6 separate regions of the Mus musculus genome follow, and all the other regions are linked to region 6. A link is a contact called in public HiChIP or PLAC-seq and Micro-C data. All regions are on one chromosome and are shown on one strand. Each heading gives the region's core, a stretch centred on a gene start, on an enhancer-like site or on the middle of the called end of the contact. The rest is flanking DNA. Distances are from core to core; before and after follow the strand shown. Region 1 overlaps Lpp (LIM domain containing preferred translocation partner in lipoma). Region 2 has its middle 23 kb from the start of Gm31583. Region 3 has its middle 4.6 kb from the start of Gm31583. Region 4 overlaps Lpp (LIM domain containing preferred translocation partner in lipoma). Region 5 has its middle 9.2 kb from the start of Gm46545. Region 6 holds the start of Lpp (LIM domain containing preferred translocation partner in lipoma).

Region 1 (3,346 bases), core at 607-3,106, 280 kb before region 6:
AATAAAGACACCAAACAAAGGAAAACTGAAAGCCTGAACTGGTCATTCCACCTGCACTTTCCACCGCTCCCATCTTTCAGCCATGAGTTTTATTTGTAGACATATTTGCCTTCAACTAACTTTCTCAGTTAAGTCTCCTGTTTGCTGTTCACACTTAAGGTGGAATCTAAGTCCCACTGGCTTTAAATGGCAAGGATTTAAAGGCACATACTCTTAACAAATCCATGTGCTCTTCATTTTGGTTTTTACTTAAGAAACAGGGGAATAATATCACAACCTGAGGAGATAACTTGGAGACCAGGTGACAGGAGAGGAACTTAAGCATGTGACAGGCCTTCTGTAACTGTACCAACTAAATAAGGTCTGGAAATGGTTACTGTGTAAACGAAAAGTCCTGGTTCCAAGGAAAGGCTATGTTAACAAAGACAAGCAAGAATTGGGTTTCAAAGGGAACATATACCATCTTTGATTGTAGAAATAGCTGAGATATCTATTAGAAGGTACATCCCTAGCACCTCCCATAGAGTGAACAAATCTAAATTCTTCAGTATCAAGTATTCTGTCTCTTTCCCAATTATTTTCGACACTAAATCTGAAACATAGTGTCATACGTTGGCAGCCTCTTTCTAACCCAAATGTTAACAGTAACTGGAACAATTTAATTAAAACCTCACAACTCTAAGCACATTTAGGCATAGTTCCTTAATAATACATTCTAATCCAATTCCTAGTGATGGAAAATGCTTTTCTCTCTGTTCAACAGTTCTCAATTCTCACCCTCAGTCCTGGTCGGGTTGAGTACAGCCTATTGCACTTCTCATTTGTAGGAAGAACAAATATGTTTACCACCTCAGAGGGGGGCTGTGACTTTCCATTTATTGGTGTTTATAAATCTTCTGAGTATGCTGAAAATCATCTGTAAGTTGACATTCTTCATAGCGCCTTGTTGGAGCTTAATACACATTTAATTAAAGAACAATAGCAATACAAAAAAATCCAGGACTTATCAAGGCATTATTTTCACCCTCCTGCCACAATACTATCTGGAGACTGCACAGAACTGTTCATTGATGAGGGATTATTATCAACATCTCTTCTAGAAATACACACTTAACATTTGCCTCAGAGAATATTCTCATTCCACAAACACAAAAACAAGCCAAGCCACCCACCTAGAAGAAAGCAAGAATCCTGTAAGCATCCTGCCTCTGTGTTCTCCACATCCTCCAGAAACCATTCTCTTTTCCAGAATTACCAATGGCAGCCATCAGGGCCACTACAAGATCTACTACTGTTTCTTCTGCTGCACAGTTGGGCCCCACCCTTTGGAGTCCATAGCAGATCACCATAGGCTTGAACAGACAGCTTTTTATTGCTCTCTAATAATGCATAAAGCTTTAGATTACAAAACTTCCTCAAATGCCATCCTAACTGCCAAAGAGAACAATTCATTTATTAGAACTGTGTGTAGGGACTGTAAGACACTCAGGGTGAATTTCACCATGCACAGTTATGTGGAAGGAAGAGCTTTATCAAAGAAATACAGCTTCCCTGTATAGGAAGTCCAGAGCGTCCTTTGTCTGAAGACAATACCTAGCTGGGTAAACAGGCCACTGAGTGTGGAGTAGCAGAGTCACTGGCTCCCAGGCCTCCCTACTACTGTGCAATGTAAGGGTTCTGTAGCATTTCTTGTTATCCTGGTTTTTACAGCTCTAGTATGCTGTTCTGTGTGCTTTGCCTTGGCACACATAGCTGAAGTAGAGGAATCTGTGCCTAGTGCGATTGAAGTTTCACCAACAGAAAAAGGGGAAATCTTCGTGATTTTACTATTCTCACTATGAAAAAAATGCCATATTTATTTCCCCCTTTTTGAAATGGCACTAAGGAAACACATGTGAGGCTGCCATGAACGGAGGCTGTACTTTCCAAACAGTAGCAAAACAGGAAAAATAGAAAACCTAGATTTGCACAAGAACTATATAACTTCCTCTCCCATTTCCTATCTTTATCACCCCATGCCAGCAAAAGTAGTACATGGTAAACTCTTTGCAAGCTCACACTAGCAGCAAAAGGTTAAGTGTGATACATAGCGCACTCTCTGCTTTCCAAGTTTCCTACTGTGAAATCAAACAATCAACAACCAATCTATGAATATCAACTAAGTTCCTAATCTATATTCTTCCAATAAAATAAGGACTATGGATGACATAGGAGCTAAATCATCATATTTTGGGTGGGTACTAAAATGGAAATGAAATGGAAGATAATGGGAAGAACACACACCCAGGAACACAGAAGCCTGTCACGGAGCTAGTGACCAGCTCTTCTAGTAACTGGGGTGGTATGAACAGGTGGGCCAGCTGAGAAATGTAGGCCTCCTGTTCCCTCAGAACAAGAACTGGTTAGAATAGGAACAGATAAATCAGGGAGTTGGTGACTTATGATATCAAATTACTTCTGTAGGACTTCTCTATACTATGCTGCAATTCTAACTTTATAGAATATAGCAGAAAGTCAGGATCAATGTCCAGGACTAATTGCATCACTCCACGAAGATGCATACATCAGATGAAGGGAACATTAAGCAGCAGTAGCTGCTTATCTCTGTAGTCGGATTTCAAGGTAGCATTTACAATGAGGTAGACATTGCTAGACAGAATGGTTTTCTAGGAAAATATTCTTCAACTTGTCATTTTGCAGGTGAAGCTGTAAACATGTTCCCAAGGATCACACGGGAGCTTTTTATCATTGAGCAATGGTGCATCAGGTATGTCATGACAGAAACAGAGAAGGATTACAAGAAGGCAGGACTGGTCGAAACCATGAACAAGACAGTGGAAAATAAAGTACAGCTCTTCTTTTAATTAAAAAAAAATACTGGCCAGTCAATAGATAAACAAGTATCAGCCAGCAAACATAAAACAAGGAAATTTAACTTGGTATTGTTTAAGAATGGAAGCATCATATCAATACAGCAAAGATCATACAGAGAAGTCACTGGGTTGTGAGAGTAAGTAAGATAAGTCATGGTGTCCCCTGAACAGTTCAATAAAAGAAGAAAATCCATGTGGCTGGCAGTACAGAAGCACAGGAAGGAAATAACAATTTTTTGAACATTAACTGTTTAGGGACATTTAGCTGTAATGAGAAAAAATTAGAATAAAAGCAATGAGTCATTTGTATTATGAATAGGCCGAAATGATGGGCAGTAAAATAAATGGGCTGGAACAAATCAGACTCATTCTCAAGCCCAAAGACCTTGCTGATGAATACAGGAAAAAACAGGACATGTACACAATGACCAAAGGACCCGGGGATTTCAATGCAGGATTGCAGAAAATGACAG
Region 2 (3,495 bases), core at 540-3,039, 280 kb after region 6:
GCCATCTAAACATCTGATCATTCACAAGGTGCAATAGAGAAGCAAATGAGATGAAGGGACACACTGGAGACACTGCTCACTCCATCTGAGACAGTCACGAGAGGTGCTGCAGGACAAAACACTGGCGCCAACATTAGTAGTATTGGGTAGTCATGGTACGTGTACAGATAAGCAATCAGAATAATTCTTGTAATGAAAAATTCACCAACAAATAAGGTGAGAATTCTCTTTAAACTTTATTATAGGCATTTTATTTTATTTTTAATTGGCTGCTACCTTACTACAGATTTCTAGAGGGAAAGGTAGTGCTCTTAACTCCATCTCTCCAGCCCCCCTTACTATGTGTAGCTCATGAAATACCTATATCCACCATGTACAGGGAGAAAGACAAACAGGAATAAAGAGATGCAAGGTCTGTGGACTTACACACGCTTAAAGAAGTGGAAGATGCTGATCACTTGAAAAGGCATGGGCTCTGGAGTGACAAGAGAAACTTACTCTAGAGCCTACCTGGGCTCTGTTTACTCATTCACTATTGACCAAGCAGGGCAAACACAATTCCTCAGAGCTCATGGACCAAACACTGTCACCATGGGGGCTGAGAGCCATCACTTCTCTTTTCTAATGGATGTTTCACTATGAGCAAAGTGGTATCTTTACTTTCACTAGTCCGGAATGCTAGTCTCTTACCACCTTCTCCCTTTGCAGATACATAGCCCCCACCCCCACCCCCAAAAAAGGAAACGAGAGAGATGGAGTGAGATTGAATCCACCTGCCTCAAAATTCTGGATTGGGCAATCAGCTCTGACCCATGAGGAGAGCTGGGTTTCCCTTTCATTCCAATAATCTTTATGACAGGGAGAAGGAAGGTGGGCAAAGTGCTTTGTTAAAGAAATTACAGGGCAAGAGGCACTAAAATGTTGTCAAATGACTATTTCTGCCCCCCGTTACTAATATGTGTGACTCTCAATAGGATTGCTCTTTCTATGTTCTTCTCTTCTTCCCTTCCACATCGCATGTGCACCCCCTCCTCTCCCACCTCTCATGTGTCCCTTACTTAGAAGCAGGCTATACATATAATGGAGAGCCACGGTATTTGTCTTCCTGAACCTTGGTCTCCTTATCTACCACCTCCTAGTTCCACTCATCTGCCTGCAAAATTTACCAAGGTTTAGTTTGCGTTTTGAAAGATATAATTATATATTTGAAAGATTGTATGTCTTTGAGTATTTTGCATGCCTGTACATATGTGTACTACAGCATGTCTGTTGCCTGAAGAGGTTGGAAGAGGGTTTCTAGTCTCCTGAACTAGAGTTGCAGACAGTTTTAAGCTATCACGCAGGTACTTGGAAAGGACCCTAGGTCCTCTACATGTGCCCTTGCATATAAAATTGTGTATATATGCAACATAGTTCATTTCTCTCCATTTTGGCTTTATTTTCTCTGTCTCTTTATTTCTTTCTGTGTGTGTAAGAGAGAGAGAGAGAGAGAGAGAGAGAGAGAGAGAGAGAGAGAGCCTTGTGAGATTGATTTTAAAGCTTTGCATATCCTAGACTAGTACTCTATCTCTGAATTACCTCCAGCCTTAACTATAAATCTTAAATACTAAACTATGCTGGATATACTTTAGACTTACCCCATTAATCCAAAGAGCTAACCTAAAGATGAGTTATGCTATGAAGAAAAAGCATTTATTTAACTCACAATGCCCAGTTCTAGATGTTCACATATCTGTATATGACTATAACCTTTTTTCCTGCTAAAGCCCCAAGGCAGAGCAGAGTGCGAGGGAGCAAGTGAGAGAGAGCACTTTTGTATACCTCCAGTGTTACTCATTCCCAGGGACTCTACCCTGGAAATCTGATCTAAGCGTGTTCATCTCCCAGAGGCCCCACCACTAAGCACAGCACAGTAGTCGGGTTCGAAGTGTGTTTTCTGAAAACTTCACAATCAGATTGAAACACCTACTTCAGAACTGCGGGGAGACACATTCAACACACATCTAAACTAGATCAATTCCATGAAGAAAACCAGTTGGAATTTGCTGGCTGGAAGGGGCATGACTGGAGGGACATTCCAGGCACAGAACACAAAATAAGCAATGGCCCAAGGGTGAGACACACATGCTGTACTCAGATGATGACCAGTTTACTTGGAATGGAAGGTCGTTCAGGAGAAAGAGGCAACCTTAGAAAGAGTGGTGGGTTAACTATGCTCGAGACCTTAACCGTTGGGTTTAAGAAACTGTCTTTGTTTGTTTGTATTAGACTGTGTAGTTTAGGACCAGGAAATGTTTCAGAAAGATTAACCTGGACCTTTTGTCTAGTGTAGCAGCAGTGGGTGTAGAGTGGGGCATGGCTTCATCCCCAGTAACTTCAAGGAACTTCTTGTTTCATGTTAAAAAGCTGGGCTCACATTCTGTGCAAGTGGACCACTAGAAGCAAAATCTTTGCTCCCATGAGAGTGATATCATGCTAGGTGCTGCTCTCTAAGCTATGGGCTCCTGGTAGGAAGGCACAGCAGGTACCATCCATGATGGACAAGTTCTTCCCTGCCTGGTCTCAATCCTGCTTCCATTTCTTCAACATCCATCTTGGAGAAGGAAAAGGCCAGCACTAGCTGGATGGTTTAAATGACACAGTATTGTGTTGTGAATACGTTCATCACAAGAGAGGCCTCACACAGCGTTGGACAGCACTCAAGGCTATAAACTGCTTTACTGTAAATAACAGATACAATTTTTTAAGAAATTATTTTTGTATGTTTTGAGATTATAAATACAATTATTGTTTCTTCTTCCCTTTCCTCTCCCAAACCCTCCTAGCTCTTTTTAAGTTCACAGCCTCCTTTTTCATCAATTATTACATACACACATACTTGTATACATATGTATCTGTGCATTCCTAAATACATAAATATAACCCGTCCATTCTGTATAATGTCGATTCTGTATAATGTCGCTAGTATGTATATTTTCAGGGCTGACCATTTGGTGTTGTATAACCAAGTGGTGTGCTCTTCCCTGGGAAAGACTTTCTCTCCTGCATCTCTTAGTTGTCTGGAGTTCTTCACAAGGCATCCTGGGCTTTCCCCCTTCCACTCTGGCATGTCTGTTGTTGTCCTTGTTCAGCTCATGCCTAGACCGCCATGTTGGCAAGATTCTATGGGTGTAGCTTCTGTCATTCCTTGGAGACACAGTCTTACACAAACTCCTTATTCCTCTGGCTCTTACAATCTTCCCACCCCCTCTACTGAAAAGATCCCCCTGAGCCTTGGTTCTGGGCGTTGGTTTATAGATGTACCCTCAGGTCCACAACTCTGTGTTTTAATTGATTATGGTTTTCTGTAATGGTCTCTGTCTATAGAAAGGAGAAGTTTTCTTGTTGAAGGGTGGGACCTATATTTACCTGGGAATATAAGGACAAATATTCAGAAGATCGTTAGGAATTGTGCTGCTGTAGTAAAGCAGTAATTGCAGATTCCTCCCTAAGGTC
Region 3 (3,615 bases), core at 315-2,814, 300 kb after region 6:
CCACCCTAATGCCACTCTCTAGAAGTCTATTCACACAGGACTTACCAAGATTCAGAAACTGCTCTTTGTTGTAAGAAAAGGCAATTTGGAGAACAGAGCAATTACAGTTCCAGCTTGGCTGGTGGAATGTGAAGAGTCAGAGAAAGCTTATTGGAAGAAATCATATCTGAGCTGAATGAGCAGGATCTGAGGCAGACTCTATTTTAGGGCAGTTGTGGGATTGGGGCAGAGCAGTCAAAGCCTTTCACCCAGTTTCTGTGGGAGAGTACTTGGGGCTTGCCTAAGTCTTTGAAGTTACAGATTCTCTTCTCTAGACGGAGAAATGGAGACAGGCAGAGTCATGGCACCAGGTCACAAGGAGGGGGTTCCACACATAAGTGTGACCTTAGGGACAAAATTGGCACAACCAAAGGCTGGCTAGTTTTTATTGTCCCCATAATTTTAAAATAACACTGTATATTTTGAAAGACTTAAGATTCACCGTGAAGCTCGGTGCTTTCCAGTGCACAGATCAAGCCACAGCGTTATTATCCTGGGGCATGGAGAGAAGACTACTTATCACTGGAGACAGAGGGCTCTGAACTCTAGCTGCTCCAGGTACAGAAAGTGGAATGGATAGACTCCTAGTCTCTTAGAAGTCATATCGTAAACATTGCCTGGGACTGTCTATAGACAGAGAAGAATGACTAATAAGGTCAACTTTCTGATCTAGTCATCATGGTAATAGACTGAGCCCTGCCCTGAGACTGACAGGAGGTCAAAATTAAAGTCTTAGCTTGTCCTACCAGGCTGTCAGTCATGGAGGGGAGGTTTCTCCAGTCTCACACAGGAAATAACATAATACATCCCTGAAATTTTGATCAAGACATAACAGTGAACGGCAGCCTTCAGTGCACTGTTTAATCAAATTCTCACCAGAAGCTACCTCACCATTAGAATAAATATAGATGGGAAAGTAGTGCTTCTTGGTTTCAAAGTAACCTTGAAAACTTTGAGTCTACTTAGTATCCTAGTGGAGGAATCTTGCCAAGGTCCCCTCCCTGACCCCTATAAGCTACTAACTCCTGGTAGGAGCTCAAGCTTCAAGATCACCTAGAGCTAAGAAGGTTCCCTGTGGGACAAGTTACAGGACCACATAGTTAAAGGGATTTTCCAATTGTCCGTCAGTCACACTTCTAAACCAGGGATCACAGAGTGCTCACATCCCAAGCAGGCAGAAGGGTAGCAAATAGGTTTCTTACAGTGCCCGTTTAACACATAGAGCAGTTTGTCCAAGTCTTCAGTTATTGAGTCAAGCCCTCTCTTGCTTCAGAAATTGCTTCCACCTGAGAGAAGAAACCAGGTATCTGAGGGTTTCGATAGTGCAGAGATGTGGGGTTATAAAAACAATTCAGAAAAAGATTGTACGTATTTGCAAAATAGATTTGCATGAAACCATTTTCAAGTTTGCACAATTGGCTGCAATACTTCTGTGGGAAAATTCCTAAAAGCCTTCGGGGCAGCTCGCTCTGCTCCTCACTGAAGTGGTTCTAGTGGCCCATGCTTATCTTCGAACTTAAGGAAATAAAGCAACATCATGAGCTAAGGCCCACATCAAAGAGCCATGTGTCAGCACTTCGGTGCCATGTGCTACCACAGTGCCATTTTCTAAGAGCTCTGGCTGGCCCCTCTGTTCTTGGAGGTAGGTGTGAAGTGGTCAGTCACTCCAGGGCAGAAGTTGGGATTCCTTGGTTCTCTCTCCAGATTGTGGTGAAGTCCTGAATACACTTTTTTCTTCCCACCTCAATTTCTCGGGAGAGGTCCTTTGCCATGTATGGAGCTTGTGGTCAAATGGAAATACTTGAAAGACGGCCAAGTGGAAAGAGGATTTTGGCCTACTTTGCATGGTCTCCGAGGACAGAACTGAGACCAATAAGATGGTCAGCGGTACCAAAGAGGACTCGGACTGTGGATAAGGTTGAACTGTGGAGAAAAGATGTCTTCTTAATTACTTAATGGTACTTCCCATGGGACAAGCCACCTAATTTAATTCTCTCAATAGTCCATAAAGTAAATATTATTAATTTTTTTTGTACCAGGAAACAGACCTGGAGAGGGCAAATAACTGGATTTGGGTTGCATCACTTCTGAGTGAGCCAAAACCAAGACTTCAGTCAAGCCAGTACTTAATCCCAATCATTTGTGTGCAACTGTCTCATAAAGTAAATAGTGAGCAACACTCCCTTGATTAAAGAAGAGGGAAAAAATACCCCAAAATCCACATTCTTTTTTAAGCAGTAAGTTACCAATGTGCTTTCTGAGTGATTAATGTGAGCTAGGTATGTGAGCCGAGAGGCTGAGGACTGGGTAGAGGACCAGCCTTCTTTGCAGTACAACAGACAGCAGAGACTTGTGGGGACAGTAATTCTCCAGGGAATTACCTACTGCACAGTAACCAGGTCCCAAATAGCTGATCAGCTAGCCAGCAAGAACACTGAGGCGTGTGCAATTAAGGATGCTATTAGCATGCTTTTGAAACATTTCTGATAAATAGAACTCACCCAGACAGAAATGGTTGTCTTCAGAGGCAGTAAGACTCTTGAGCGCTCATGACCTTGTGGAAGAATGGATGTTTTGATTTCAAACCACAGTGACAGGAGGCTCAGGGTGGCTGGGCAAACAAGGGCGGGCTTGGCCCAGAAGCACATGTCCGGGCTCCCAGGCTTTTGGGGGTTCTTCTCACTGGGCTTCCCAGCCTGCCCCTCCCCATGCTGGTGAGGGGCCTATTTTGCTCAGAACTGTGGCTCCATGAGGGATGGCTGAACTCATCTTTCATAGTCGCCCGTTTTTAATCCCCATATCTCTCTCGGTCCTGTGGACTCCCACTCGCTTCCTTAAAGCGATCCCACTATTTCTGTTTGTGAAGTTAAGGTATTTGTTCAGGTTATCTAAGGTTTCCAGTTGGAGATGGAAAGCAACTCAGAGAGCGTCTCATTTAACCACTGAGTTCTACAGCTGAAAACTAGCAAGTACAGATGTGAGTTGGTGTCCCAGAAACTGATGGACTCTATGCAGAGTGCCTTTTGTGTGCCGCTTCTGATGGTGAGGTGTGCCAGTTGCTATGACAACCTATGAAAACCAAGTCCCTCCTCTCAATGAATCTCTATGAGTTGAAAGGACATATGTCTTAAGTATAAGGAGGCAAGCAAGCTGGGATTCCTCACTTCGAGTGTTTTCTGATGTTAAGTGATAGGAAACATTGAATCACAGTGGTCTCTTCAAGATGTCAGTCTCTTCAATGATACAATAGGGCAAACTTGGATGGAACCTCAAAGAAGCAGGAAGCATCATAGCACATTTGGCACGGCTTTGTAAAGTTCCACCCACGTGCCCACAGTCTTGAGTCAGGGAGGAAGGTCTAGAGAGGAAATGTGAGGAGTGGGGATTGATGGGGAATACATGATAGTCCATCTCTTTATAAGCCTGATACTGTTGTAATCAAAACCCATCCAGCACTGCATCATGGTATATCAAAGAGACCCTCCCTGAGTGATTCACTTCCTTTGGGAAATTCCCTTTGCCTGGACTTGCTCGTGTGAGGACCTTGACATTGTTCTTTTCTGTGCAGGCCTCACC
Region 4 (3,583 bases), core at 430-2,929, 390 kb before region 6:
CAGGTCAGTAGGCTCACTAGTGAAACTGAGACTATAGCAACTCTGCCTTAAGCCATTCACAAAGTTATAGATTAGATCAAGTAAATTTATATGACCCCATATAATCAATTAAAAAATATTATTAGTATTTTTGATTTTTGAAGGGCTAGCCTGTAGGACTGTATTTGTAGTCCCCAGGATTCTTTCAGTATATATAACTCTAGGATTGGTTTTGTATGATATCACTACTGCAGGCAAGCAACTGACACATCTTAGGTGAAACCTTGAGGGAAACTGAGGAAAGACTTGATGCTTGGATCACTGACCAAGCGCAGTACCATATCCTACCCATACTACTTACTTTGGGCAACAAACCTGATATCAAGAAAGAAATTGTTCTGGATTAAAGTGGGCCCTGCATATAATGTAAAACTCAGAAGGTATCGTAGGCTACCTTAACTTTAATTTCATCACAGCCAAAATGTCATAAAACATTTTCCTACAAATTTACTTGAGTTTACATTCATTAATCCAATATAAATTATTTTAAGTATTCTTTGCAAGTCATTTTTAATCTCTTCTTTCTTTTATTTACTTTTAATTTAGTATTTTTACTTATTTACTTTACATCTTGCTCAGCTACCCCTCCTGTCACCCCCTCCCACAATTCTTCCTCCAAGGCCCCTCCCCTTCTCCTTCTTCTCCTTGGCAGGTGGGGCCAAGAACTGACAGGGCAAGATCAGACTCCTAATCCTATCAGGAAGAGAATGTATAAACCATTTTTCTTCTAAATGGGGTGTTCTACAAATATTTTCTCATGGACAAGCAAGGAAGGGCAATAAGCTTTCCATTTCAAAGCACAGCACGCACAGTGCAAGTTAGCAAAGATGTCACTGTGCTTCTAAGGCTCAGATCCTATTGGGACTTGGCTCCTAGTAAACTTCAACTTGCTGAACTGGTAAAGCCACAAGTCAAGGGGAGAGCCATTGAGTACATATGGCTCTCAGAACTGTCAATGGAAAATAGATGATGCTGTGGAATGGCCATGTAAGTGAGGCAAAGACTGCAAGGATTTGAAAATTTCTTCTGAAATATTTCTAAAGAAAGTCATACAGAAAATGGTATCTTCTTTTCTTTTCTTTTCTTTTCCTTTCTTTCTTTCTTTCTTTTTTTTTTTTTTCTTTACTATTCCACTGTGCTTTAGGGGGAAGTTCTAAACCTAAACGTCTAAGGCTGGAGTGGTTTGCTTTGGAAGACACTGGGTATCACACCACGAGTTTTAGGATGATGTTCGGAGCATTAAAGGAACCACTGCACATGCTACACTACTTGCCAGTAGTGGATTTTGTGTGTAAATATATTTATTGTTTATTCTTTACTATATTCCATTCTGAAGGTGCCACTCTATCCTTTTGCAAATATGAAAGCTGAAATTAAGAGAGTTGGTCAACTCAGAGGTACATAGTTAATAGAAAGCACAGTCATATTTTGAACCCAGTACTGTCTAACTGAAATGTTTTTGACCTTTCTCTGTTCCTGTTCTGTATTTACCACTTCCTAACGCTGTAGTAAGGTATCCTGACAAAAGCTACTCAAGGGAGAAGGGCTTCTTTTGGTACAGTTTGAGGGTACAGTCCATCTTGGTGGGCAGTCCTGACAGCTAGAGCTACAGACAGTTGGTCACATTTTATTCTAAATCAGGAACTGAGCATGTTTGTGCTGCCTGCTCCTTCTTGCTCAATCCAGGACCAGCCTATTGCAATACTGCTGCCCACAATTAGGATGGGTCTTTCAGCCTCCATTTACCTTATCTAGAAAGTTCCTCACAGAGAAGCCCACAGGCCTTGTTTCCATGGTAATTTTAAATCCCATAAACTAATAGTTACCTAGTAATGGCTACTTCCACTGAGCATAAGGTTCAAGAGAACTATCACTTACTGAGTTATAAATGTGCTCAATAGCTTACTATTTTCACTGAGCATAGAAAGTTTCCTTTATGATTCCTTTCTCATAACAAAACTCTGAAAATTTTTTATTCCACATTATACATATATAGCATTTTGCAATGCTCAACCACAAATTCTATTTTAGAAACATTTAAGAAGTATCAACTTGGAATAAAATATAAAATACTCCCGGGGAGATGACTGAACTTTTGTTAAGGTATATGCTAGCAGAGTTGAGAATGCTTTGTTACACCGAGAAGCCACTAAGTTCAGTGGTTCCACCAAACCTAGAAGAATGTTAATTCCCAGCGTAAGTCATTTCTGTGTTCAGAGGCCCACCCTCTCCAAATCTCTATAGAACATGTGAGTCTTGTAACACATTGTCTTCTGCAAGGTGGGATTTGTTAATCAATTTTCCATAGTCCTCTTTGACCAGAGCCTTTTCTGGTACCTACACCTTTCATTCTTGCCAACCATGAAGGTGAATTTTTATTCTCCTCTCCTGGCTTCCATTTGCTCAAAAATCAAATTGGAACTTTTCCTCTATATATACCTAGTAAGAGTATCCTATCTTACTATAAATATTAAACACTCTCTCTGCCTTGGCACTATTTTCTGTTTGCGTTTTTCTCTCTCTCCTCTTCTCTTCTCTTCTTCTCTTCTCTTCTCTTCTCTTCTCTTCTCTTCTCTTCTCTCTCTCTCTCTCTCTCTCTCTCTCTCTGTGTGTGTGTGTGTGTGTGTGTGTGTGTGTGTGTGTGTGTGTAAACACAGAGCCCAGTGCATGAATAAGCACTTAATTTGGTACAAATTTTGAGTGGTTTGGAGCAATAGTTCAGATATGTTCTGCAATATGCTTAGAATCCCAAGCTATGGAAATAAATAAAGAGTTGAAGCTTTAATTATAAACTCCTAGGCTTTTAATACTGTACCAAAAAATGTATTTAAGGAATCTGGTTTCTTTTGGAGGAATTCACAACTGACTACTTTTCTAATGAAAGTATCTGGGGAATTCCTTTTCAGGCTTTTACAACATACGCATGCCACATAGCACAGCTTTCCTAGATGATCCGCTAGTGGGACAAGACTCCAAGGTCGGACACCTGTGTTAGTTATCTTTTCCATGGCTGTGATAAATACTGTGACGAAAACAACTAAGAGGAGAAAGGGTTTGTAGTTCACAGTCTGAGATTACAGTGCATCACAGAAGGGAAGTTCCAGCCAGAGGAGCATGAGGCAGCTGGTCACACTGCATCAACTGGGGAGCAGAGAATTGCTGAGCTCAAGCACTCATATCTCTCTCCTCCCCCCCCCTACCCCTCCCTCCCTCTCTCTCTCTCTCTCTCTCTCTCTCTCTCTCTCTCTCTCTCTCTCTCTCTCTCTCTCATGCAGTTCAAGAACCAAGCCCAGTGGATGGTGCCTCTTACTTTCAGGGCTGGTCCTGGTTCTCCCACCTCAATTAACCTAATCAAGGTGATATTTCCCAGCATTCCCAAAGATGCTAGTCTCAGGTTATTCTGGATCCTGTTGTTAATACTGTAATGTTTATTTAATGGAATCTGACAGCATCATGAGGATGAAGAGATGAGATGTCGGTCTAAGATACTAAAATGGTCTGGTCTCTGGATAAATAGAATAAAAATGAAGAGTCTAGCAAATAA
Region 5 (3,186 bases), core at 68-2,567, 320 kb after region 6:
TCCCTGATCCATACTTTCACTCTAATTTCATTGTTTTAGCTCATTGTCCAACGTACTCTGGTTGACACCTTTGAAGTGCTGGCTGGTTGGTGAAAGATTTCTTCTTACATTCAGGGGCTTCACTCTGACAGAAAAGGGAAAGAAAAGAAAAGGGAAGGGATGGAAAGAAAAGGGAAGGAAAGGGAAGGAAAAGAAAGGAAAGAAAAGAAAAAAGAAAAAAGAGGAAAAAGAAAAAGAAAAAGGAAAAAGAAAAGAAGAATCAAGTCACTAGACTATGAGGGGTGTAGAGAAAATATCTTGTGTCTGTATGGATGTGACACCTGTCAATAGTATAACTGATGCCCTATAGCGGAGTCAGAAAGTTGGAGGTGGGACATCCAAAAAGCAGAAAGGATTTTGGGATAGTGCCAGGCACAGGAAATTCACCAGGGAAAATGTGAGGAGATCGATGTGTGGTACCTGAGCACAGGTAACCAGTCACATGGCAGAATGTAGATTAGGATAAATGGGTTTAATCTAAGTTATGATCGAGTCAGAGAAGAGCCTAGCTGTATGGCCAAGGCATTTGTAAATATATGTTGAGCCTGAGTCTTCTTTCTGACAGCACGAGACTGAGAAGAAGAACCAGACCTGACTTCTACAAAGGGAAAAGCAGGGTGTGTGCAGAAGGCGTACTAGGGAAGCATATCTCAGTCCGTCAGGAAGGGGTCAGTATTAGGCAGGACCCAGCCAGAGTATGGGAGCACCGAGTAACAAGGGGTACTGAGTAGTGGTACTCACTGGAGATCAGACGCTCTCCATCTGGCTTCTGTCCTCACAGTCCTGAGGTACCATTTACAAATCCTTCTTTAGAAGTGGGGACACCAAGGCTCAGAGATTGCTGAGGGCCACACAGCCATCCAACATTAATTTTTTTCTGACTCCAGAGCCACATCTAACATACGATCTTATTGCTCTTTGCCAGACATCAACAACTAGCACCTGTTGTTGGTCACGAAAGGCAGGTTTACCAAAGCACTGGGCAGGTGTGGGGAACCAAGAAGGCTGGGAAGGTTAGGAGGGGGGACCCATGTGTTGTGACTCTTGATGCACAGTGTGAAGCATTGACACCTAACTCCTGGGGTGCTTGGGCATCAGTGAAGGATTCTGAACAGGAAAGGAATGCATAGCACAGCTATGTTTTAGGAAGCTGGGACAGAGGCGTGTGTGCACCCTTGGCACAGAGAACACATGGCAGCGGAAAGCAAGGGCCTGGCTTCGGATGGATGACGGGAGCAGATGAGACTCGGGATAGATGTCATTCTCACTACTGCTGTTGCAAATATTTGACCACTGACTGCATGCTTGACCTATGCTGAAGTCATCTGATCCTCACCATAGCATCCATATCAGATCTCTCCCTCTGACGCTACTTTTTCACTGCTCATGAGTCTCCATTTCTCCATACTGAGTACTGTTTCTACTTGGGAACAGGACCTAAGACTCCTTCCTGAATATAAGGGGATCCAGGGCTGAGAAAAATGAAAGATCAAGTACTCCCAAATTCACTTCTTCTCCTGTCCTGACAGCTGAGGAGGCTGAGGCCTGGAGACAATCAGTGGCTTGTTCCATCTAGGAAAGGATGGACATACTGACCAGAGGCTAGAGGGCTTTCTTGCGCCAATGCCAAGAGCCCACTCTGGATTTCTAGGCCAGGCTGGAGGCCCTGCAGCTGTGGCGGGTGCCAGATGGCATCCCAGTCACCAGGCTGCAGGGCGCCTGAGGACCCTGTGGTAAGCCACGGCTGGCAGCACCTCCTCCCTCTGGCACTTCGGGTGCAGAATGATTGAGTGAGGGGAGGATATGCCGTGTAGGGGCAGGAATGTTGGTGTCTCAGCACTTGGTAGTGTGAGTTACAGCTGCTCAGGGCCAGCCCAGCATACAAGCTGAAGAGGCAGCTGCCATCTTCACCTTGTCAGAAATACAAAAAAAGAAAGAAAGGGAAGGGAAGGGAAGGGAAGGGAAGGGAAGGGAAGGGAAGGGAAGGGAAGGAAGGAAGGAAGGGAAGGGAAGGGAAGGGAAGGGAAGGCAAGGGAAGGAAAGGAAAGGAAAGGAAAGGAAAGGAAAGGAAAGGAAAGGAAAGGAAAGGAAAGGAAAAAACCATGCTAGCCCATGCAGCCAGAGCAGAGGCAATGGAACCTGATTGGAAAAATGGCAGCATTGCCCAAAGAAACAGGGACAAGCCATGAGTTAGGAAACCCCGGCTCACTTACGATTTGATCCTTCTCTTTCAAACCATGAAGCCTTGAAGAGCCTCTTTAATCTGTTCGTGGATATACTCTCTTTTCTCCTCCCTAGCCTTGCACTATAGGTGGTATGAGTGAGTTGATGTGTGGAGAGGAGAGTTGAGAAAAGAAAAGAGGAGAGAGCAGAGAGTGGGGAAGAGAGGGCTGGGGAGGAGAGGGCATTTGCAACCCAAGGGGTTCTGCAGATGCCATTGGAGTTGAAACTAGTAACGTTAATGTTGATATGGCTAATCTCCGGGGAAATATGGTGATACAATTGAGCATTTGCAAGGAATTTATTTGAAACCTGTATTGTCTTTGCTACTGCTCTATGAAGCTTAAAATACTTCAAAAATGGTAATTCTTACATTCTCTTTCATTGCTTTCTCTTCTATTCAGGGAGCTTTGGCTGAGCAGGCACACTTCAGAGGTCTACAGGCCTCTGAAGGACCTGCCTCCTAGCAGGGAGACCAATGTTATTCTATATCCTAAGCAGGGCAAAGATCTACTGTGCTAAGAGGGCTAAAGTCCCGGCAGCAGAAAGCCCTGGTTTGGGGTGGCCAGGGACCAATGCACAGGCTGATGTAGAGCTACAGCGGAGGTGAGATTCCAGCTTTTTGTGGAGAGCAGGGGCTTACCAATCATATAACCATAGAAGTGCCTGCCCAGAAGAAAGCCTCAAAATGCATTCTAGAGAGAAGGAAGCTGTGTCACTATAGCAGTGTCTGATCGTGCTGGGGTAGAGGGGCCTGGGAAAGGAGTGGGCATGAAGCCCAAAGAGGCAACATAGAAGCAAGTCTGTGGATTGTGAGTGTTTTCAGAGACTTGGGATGTCACTACAGGAGAAATGGGGCATCAGGGGAGGCGGGAGCAAAGGAGTGACACGATCCAGGACATAGCTGAAGAGAACCTGTGTTCCTCC
Region 6 (3,209 bases), core at 146-2,645:
GAAGCAGTGGACCCCCTTCCTAAAGAGAAAGAAGGCCAGAAACAGTTTACACTGCCCTGTCCAAGTACCCAAGCCACAACTCCACTGACACGGTCTCCTGTCATACTCCCACCCCAAGCCACGAACACAATTCCACCCACGCCCACTCCCCACCCTTATTTAGCCTTCTCTGGTCTGCAGCTGCCTCCCTGACACGAAAGGCCTCGCCTTTTTTACTTAAGAAAACTCCCTATCCTTCAAAGGAGTCAATCACAGGCCCCTCTGGGATTTCGGGTCCGGCCATGGAGGCCAAAATAAGAAAAGTCCTTCCGCGAACTCCCATAAAAAAACCTGATCTTTGCGTTCTCTCCAGGATTTGGCCCTTCCTACTTTGAGTCAGGTTAGGCTCCTGCGTTCCAGTGAGCGCTCCCAGAGGGCAAAGTTTGGCCTCTGTAACCTACAGTGCTTAAAAGCAGTGGAGACTCCACAACCGCTTACAAAAAGATAAATTAATTAATAAATTTTTTAAAAAATTTTAAAAAGGCAGCAGGGGAGCAGAGGTCCGGAGCCACCGATCTTAACCTGGCTCCACCTTCCAGGGATGACTTCCAGGAAAGCCTGCCTCTCTTTGCCTCGCCTGCCCTGACTGTAAAATGGGAAGACTCCGAGTCACTGGGTCCCTAGGCCCTTTCCGCGGTGACAACTGGGATTCCACGAAAGCTCGAAGCCACCGGGCGCGGCCCCGCCCCCTGGGCACCCAGAAAGGCCCGGGCCGGGGGCGCGCTGGGGACTCCCGCATCCGCCCCTCCCCCACGGCGTGCACCCCCGCTTCCCGGCCGGGGACCCGCACTTCCGCGGCGGGCGGGGCGGAGCAGGGCGCCCCGCGCTCCCCACCACCCTCAGCGGCCCGTCCCCCGGGGGGTCGGGGGGTCGAGCGGCGCCCGCGGGCCGAGGCTGCGGGAGGAAGCCTTCGCTACGATACCTGGGGGAGGAGGTGGACCGGGCAGCGGCGGCCGCGACGGCTGGAGGCGGAGGCTCGGGCGGAGGAGGAGGTGCCGGGCACTCCCCCTCCCATTGTCCCGGCCCGGCCCGCGGCCCGCAGCGGCCCGCTCCGCCCGGCCCGCGTCCTCCCCGGTGCCCGGCCCCGCTGCCGGCCCTTACCTTGCAGCGGCCGGCTCTCCCCCGCCGCTAACGCTACTTATCCCGGGAAAGCTCGAGCGGGCCCCGGGAGCGAACCCACAGACAAAAAGTGAAACTTCAGCAGCAGGCCGGGAGTGGCTGCTGGTTGGTGCTCTCCCCCTCCTTCCTCCCCACCCCCTCCCCGCGGTCTCCCGTGCGGTGCCCTGAGCGCTGGAGGCTGACGTCAGGGGCCTGAATTCCTGACTTTGCCTGCACGCATTTGTCCATGTAAGGTATGGGGAGGCGTGTGCCCGCGGGCCGCCGCACTAGCCGGACGGGGAGGGGGCGCGGGGGGCAGCGGCGGCTCGAGGTGGGTGACCCTGGGCAATGCACTTCCTGGAGGAGGGGACGCGGGGGGAGGAGGGGGTACAGGGAGCATGGGAAGAGGAAGGAAAAGAGGGATCTGCCTCCACTGGAGGAAGAGGAAGGAGATGCAGGAGGAAGTCGAGAAACCGGCACAACTCGGGTCTGTTCTGCAGACGACAGATTGGAAAGCTGAGCTTGAGCAAAGAGATCCTGCCATGGAACACCCCACCCCCCACCCTAAGAGCCTCGTCGGAGCCCCGCCCAGGACTCCAGCAGGACTCAGAAGTCCGGGATGGTAGAGAGCAACTTCAGTTCCCTTCGCACAGGAGAGCTCCGAAGCTGGGACCTGACCCAGTCCTGCCCCGTGGAGAGGAGCCAGTATTCTACTCTTAGCTGGGTTTCCGCCTCCAGGCACGACCCGGCCTCTAACTGTGAGCTTAGACCCAAGTTAGAGCTAGGCAGATGACTTGACCCACTGAAGTGACTAACCCCAGTTCCTGGAAGGTTGTGGTTGACAAGCCTTGAGAAACAATGGCAATCGAGTGCTTCAGGGCAACTTCCTGTCCTTTGTTCAAAGACAAGAACCTTTGGAGTTTAACTTTTGCTTCCCAACCCTGCCCTGCCGGAAAACCAACCAGAAAGCTTGCTCTGTTCTTACAGCTTAAAAAAAGAAAATACACGAACTGGGTGAACTGGTTTGAATAAAGACAAGCCTGTTCTTGGAAGGTTGGGTTTGGATATTTTGTGTTTGATATTTGTAAAAGTGAGCAACGATGAGAACCCCTTTTACTAGGTTAAGATTCCGGCTAGGAGACACTGGAAGCCCTCTGGCCCTCAGTAGTGAACGCTTTTCATCCCGGCACAAGAGAGGTTTACATAGACACTGTCACAAACTAACCAAAAACACAGATTTGGGTGTGGGTGTGTGGGTGGGGGTGTGGGTGTTTCTATCCTGTATCCTTTGCTTTACCCCAGTCTCCCAAACAACTTCAACCCATGCTAATAACACAACCACCCATTCTGGTCTTTGATTGGGTTGGGTAGGATCTAAGGAAAATACCATAACATGACCTGCACAACACAGCTGTCTGAGCATGCCCCTGACCTTCCCACTCTCAAGCCACCTTCCACCACCGTGGGCCCTCACCTTCTACAGCCTAACTCAGTCATGCAGACAGAAAAAGTACACCAGGGACTTCAGGGGTGGGGACGCTCCAACGTGCCTCTTCTCCGGTTATATTTTGATGAACCTTTCGGACTAAGTGTCAAAGTACGTACTCCTGTACTTAACATGTATTGAACATTTCTCCGGCAGTCTTCAAAATTCAAACACTTCTGGGGCCAAACTGCTTAACCCCTTTGCCCTCCCAAGTTTTCCAGCTACACACACTCAAAAGTAGGATTACAGCAGGAGAGAACACGGGTACCTGTGCGTTCCACGGGAAACAGGCTCCCAGGGGTCCGGCTTTTTAAGAGATCAGTGTATTCACTCTACCCTAAGCATTTCAGCCAATGCGTGCCCTCTGTGCTACTGCAATGGAAGTCATCCATTGCTCGTTTAGGTATAACAGAACTTGACCAGCATCCCTTGCTTCCTTTACTCCCTTCTCAGTAACCCACTTATAAAGAATAATAGAGTTCTAATGAGGATTAATAAAATTTAATAAGGTATAATTAGAGTCATTCATTTCCTCAATCATACACATTGTAAGAGTGCTGTGTTGATCCAGAAATGCTACTAATTA

What was found. A called contact is a pair of places that touch in the nucleus more often than the background predicts. HiChIP or PLAC-seq counts read pairs in DNA pulled down with a chosen protein or histone mark.
Region 1: an H3K4me3 HiChIP or PLAC-seq map of bone marrow-derived macrophages shows a contact between it and region 6, with 5 times the contacts expected there. The contact joins the enhancer-like site here to the promoter of Lpp in region 6. A contact is called at or near these places in 2 of 39 promoter capture datasets (hippocampal neurons and liver), 1 of 15 datasets of contacts at CTCF or cohesin (large pre-B cells), 1 of 484 Hi-C or Micro-C datasets (nephron progenitors), 5 of 115 datasets of contacts at active chromatin or transcription factors (the 230-238 cell line, bone marrow-derived macrophages, embryonic stem cells and 2 more) and 2 of 9 other capture datasets (adipose tissue and liver).
Region 2: a contact with region 6 is called in an H3K27ac HiChIP or PLAC-seq map of trophoblast stem cells, with 15 read pairs. The contact joins the enhancer-like site here to the promoter of Lpp in region 6. A contact is called at or near these places in 4 of 39 promoter capture datasets (the 3T3-L1 cell line, 3T3-L1-derived adipocytes, hematopoietic stem and progenitor cells and 1 more), 1 of 484 Hi-C or Micro-C datasets (brown adipocytes) and 2 of 115 datasets of contacts at active chromatin or transcription factors (bone marrow-derived macrophages and trophoblast stem cells).
Region 3: a FOXA1 HiChIP or PLAC-seq map of pancreatic cancer cells shows a contact between it and region 6. The contact joins the enhancer-like site here to the promoter of Lpp in region 6. A contact is called at or near these places in 9 of 39 promoter capture datasets (the 3T3-L1 cell line, 3T3-L1-derived adipocytes, the HPC-7 cell line and 5 more), 1 of 15 datasets of contacts at CTCF or cohesin (the NIH/3T3 cell line), 7 of 484 Hi-C or Micro-C datasets (the C2C12 cell line, liver and nephron progenitors) and 7 of 115 datasets of contacts at active chromatin or transcription factors (the SCID.adh cell line, bone marrow-derived macrophages, cardiomyocytes and 3 more).
Region 4: an H3K4me3 HiChIP or PLAC-seq map of bone marrow-derived macrophages shows a contact between it and region 6, with 5 times the contacts expected there. The contact joins the enhancer-like site here to the promoter of Lpp in region 6. A contact is called at or near these places in 8 of 39 promoter capture datasets (the 3T3-L1 cell line, 3T3-L1-derived adipocytes, the C10 cell line and 3 more), 1 of 15 datasets of contacts at CTCF or cohesin (pro-B cells), 1 of 484 Hi-C or Micro-C datasets (liver) and 7 of 115 datasets of contacts at active chromatin or transcription factors (bone marrow-derived macrophages, cardiomyocytes, craniofacial prominence and 4 more).
Region 5: a Micro-C map of muscle stem cells shows a contact between it and region 6, with 4 times the contacts expected there. The contact joins the enhancer-like site here to the promoter of Lpp in region 6. A contact is called at or near these places in 10 of 39 promoter capture datasets (the 3T3-L1 cell line, 3T3-L1-derived adipocytes, the C10 cell line and 6 more), 2 of 15 datasets of contacts at CTCF or cohesin (the NIH/3T3 cell line and pro-B cells), 11 of 484 Hi-C or Micro-C datasets (the C2C12 cell line, bone marrow-derived macrophages, cortical neurons and 3 more), 11 of 115 datasets of contacts at active chromatin or transcription factors (the 230-238 cell line, the SCID.adh cell line, bone marrow-derived macrophages and 7 more) and 2 of 9 other capture datasets (adipose tissue and liver).

What each region holds. Positions count from the first base shown.
Region 1 is chr16:24,668,476-24,671,821 of GRCm38.p6, reverse strand. The region is part of intron 6 of Lpp (LIM domain containing preferred translocation partner in lipoma); the gene reads right to left. Among named protein-coding and RNA genes, the nearest start is that of Mir28a, 160 kb to the left of the region's middle. Within about 2 kb of position 1,856, at least 16 of the 459 cell types and tissues checked have an H3K27ac peak or open chromatin away from gene starts, as enhancers often do. A contact at or near this core is called in adipose tissue and bone marrow-derived macrophages, where this site is marked.
Region 2 is chr16:24,111,800-24,115,294 of GRCm38.p6, reverse strand. No RefSeq gene overlaps it. Among named protein-coding and RNA genes, the nearest start is that of Gm31583, 23 kb to the right of the region's middle. Within about 2 kb of position 1,789, at least 9 of the 459 cell types and tissues checked have an H3K27ac peak or open chromatin away from gene starts, as enhancers often do. A contact at or near this core is called in trophoblast stem cells, where this site is marked.
Region 3 is chr16:24,092,885-24,096,499 of GRCm38.p6, reverse strand. No RefSeq gene overlaps it. Among named protein-coding and RNA genes, the nearest start is that of Gm31583, 4.6 kb to the right of the region's middle. Within about 2 kb of position 1,564, at least 33 of the 459 cell types and tissues checked have an H3K27ac peak or open chromatin away from gene starts, as enhancers often do. A contact at or near this core is called in 3T3-L1-derived adipocytes, the SCID.adh cell line and pancreatic cancer cells, where this site is marked.
Region 4 is chr16:24,783,982-24,787,564 of GRCm38.p6, reverse strand. The region is part of intron 8 of Lpp (LIM domain containing preferred translocation partner in lipoma); the gene reads right to left. Among named protein-coding and RNA genes, the nearest start is that of Mir28a, 42 kb to the left of the region's middle. Within about 2 kb of position 1,679, at least 4 of the 459 cell types and tissues checked have an H3K27ac peak or open chromatin away from gene starts, as enhancers often do. A contact at or near this core is called in bone marrow-derived macrophages, where this site is marked.
Region 5 is chr16:24,071,887-24,075,072 of GRCm38.p6, reverse strand. No RefSeq gene overlaps it. Among named protein-coding and RNA genes, the nearest start is that of Gm46545, 9.2 kb to the left of the region's middle. Within about 2 kb of position 1,317, at least 13 of the 459 cell types and tissues checked have an H3K27ac peak or open chromatin away from gene starts, as enhancers often do. A contact at or near this core is called in the C2C12 cell line, the SCID.adh cell line, muscle stem cells and 1 more, where this site is marked.
Region 6 is chr16:24,391,536-24,394,744 of GRCm38.p6, reverse strand. Lpp (LIM domain containing preferred translocation partner in lipoma) reads right to left here and starts at 1,395. Exons shown (of 13, transcript NM_178665.5): 1 at 1,141-1,395. Lppos (LIM domain containing preferred translocation partner in lipoma, opposite strand) reads left to right here and starts at 1,090. Exons shown (of 2, transcript NR_037954.1): 1 at 1,090-1,391; 2 at 1,638-2,189.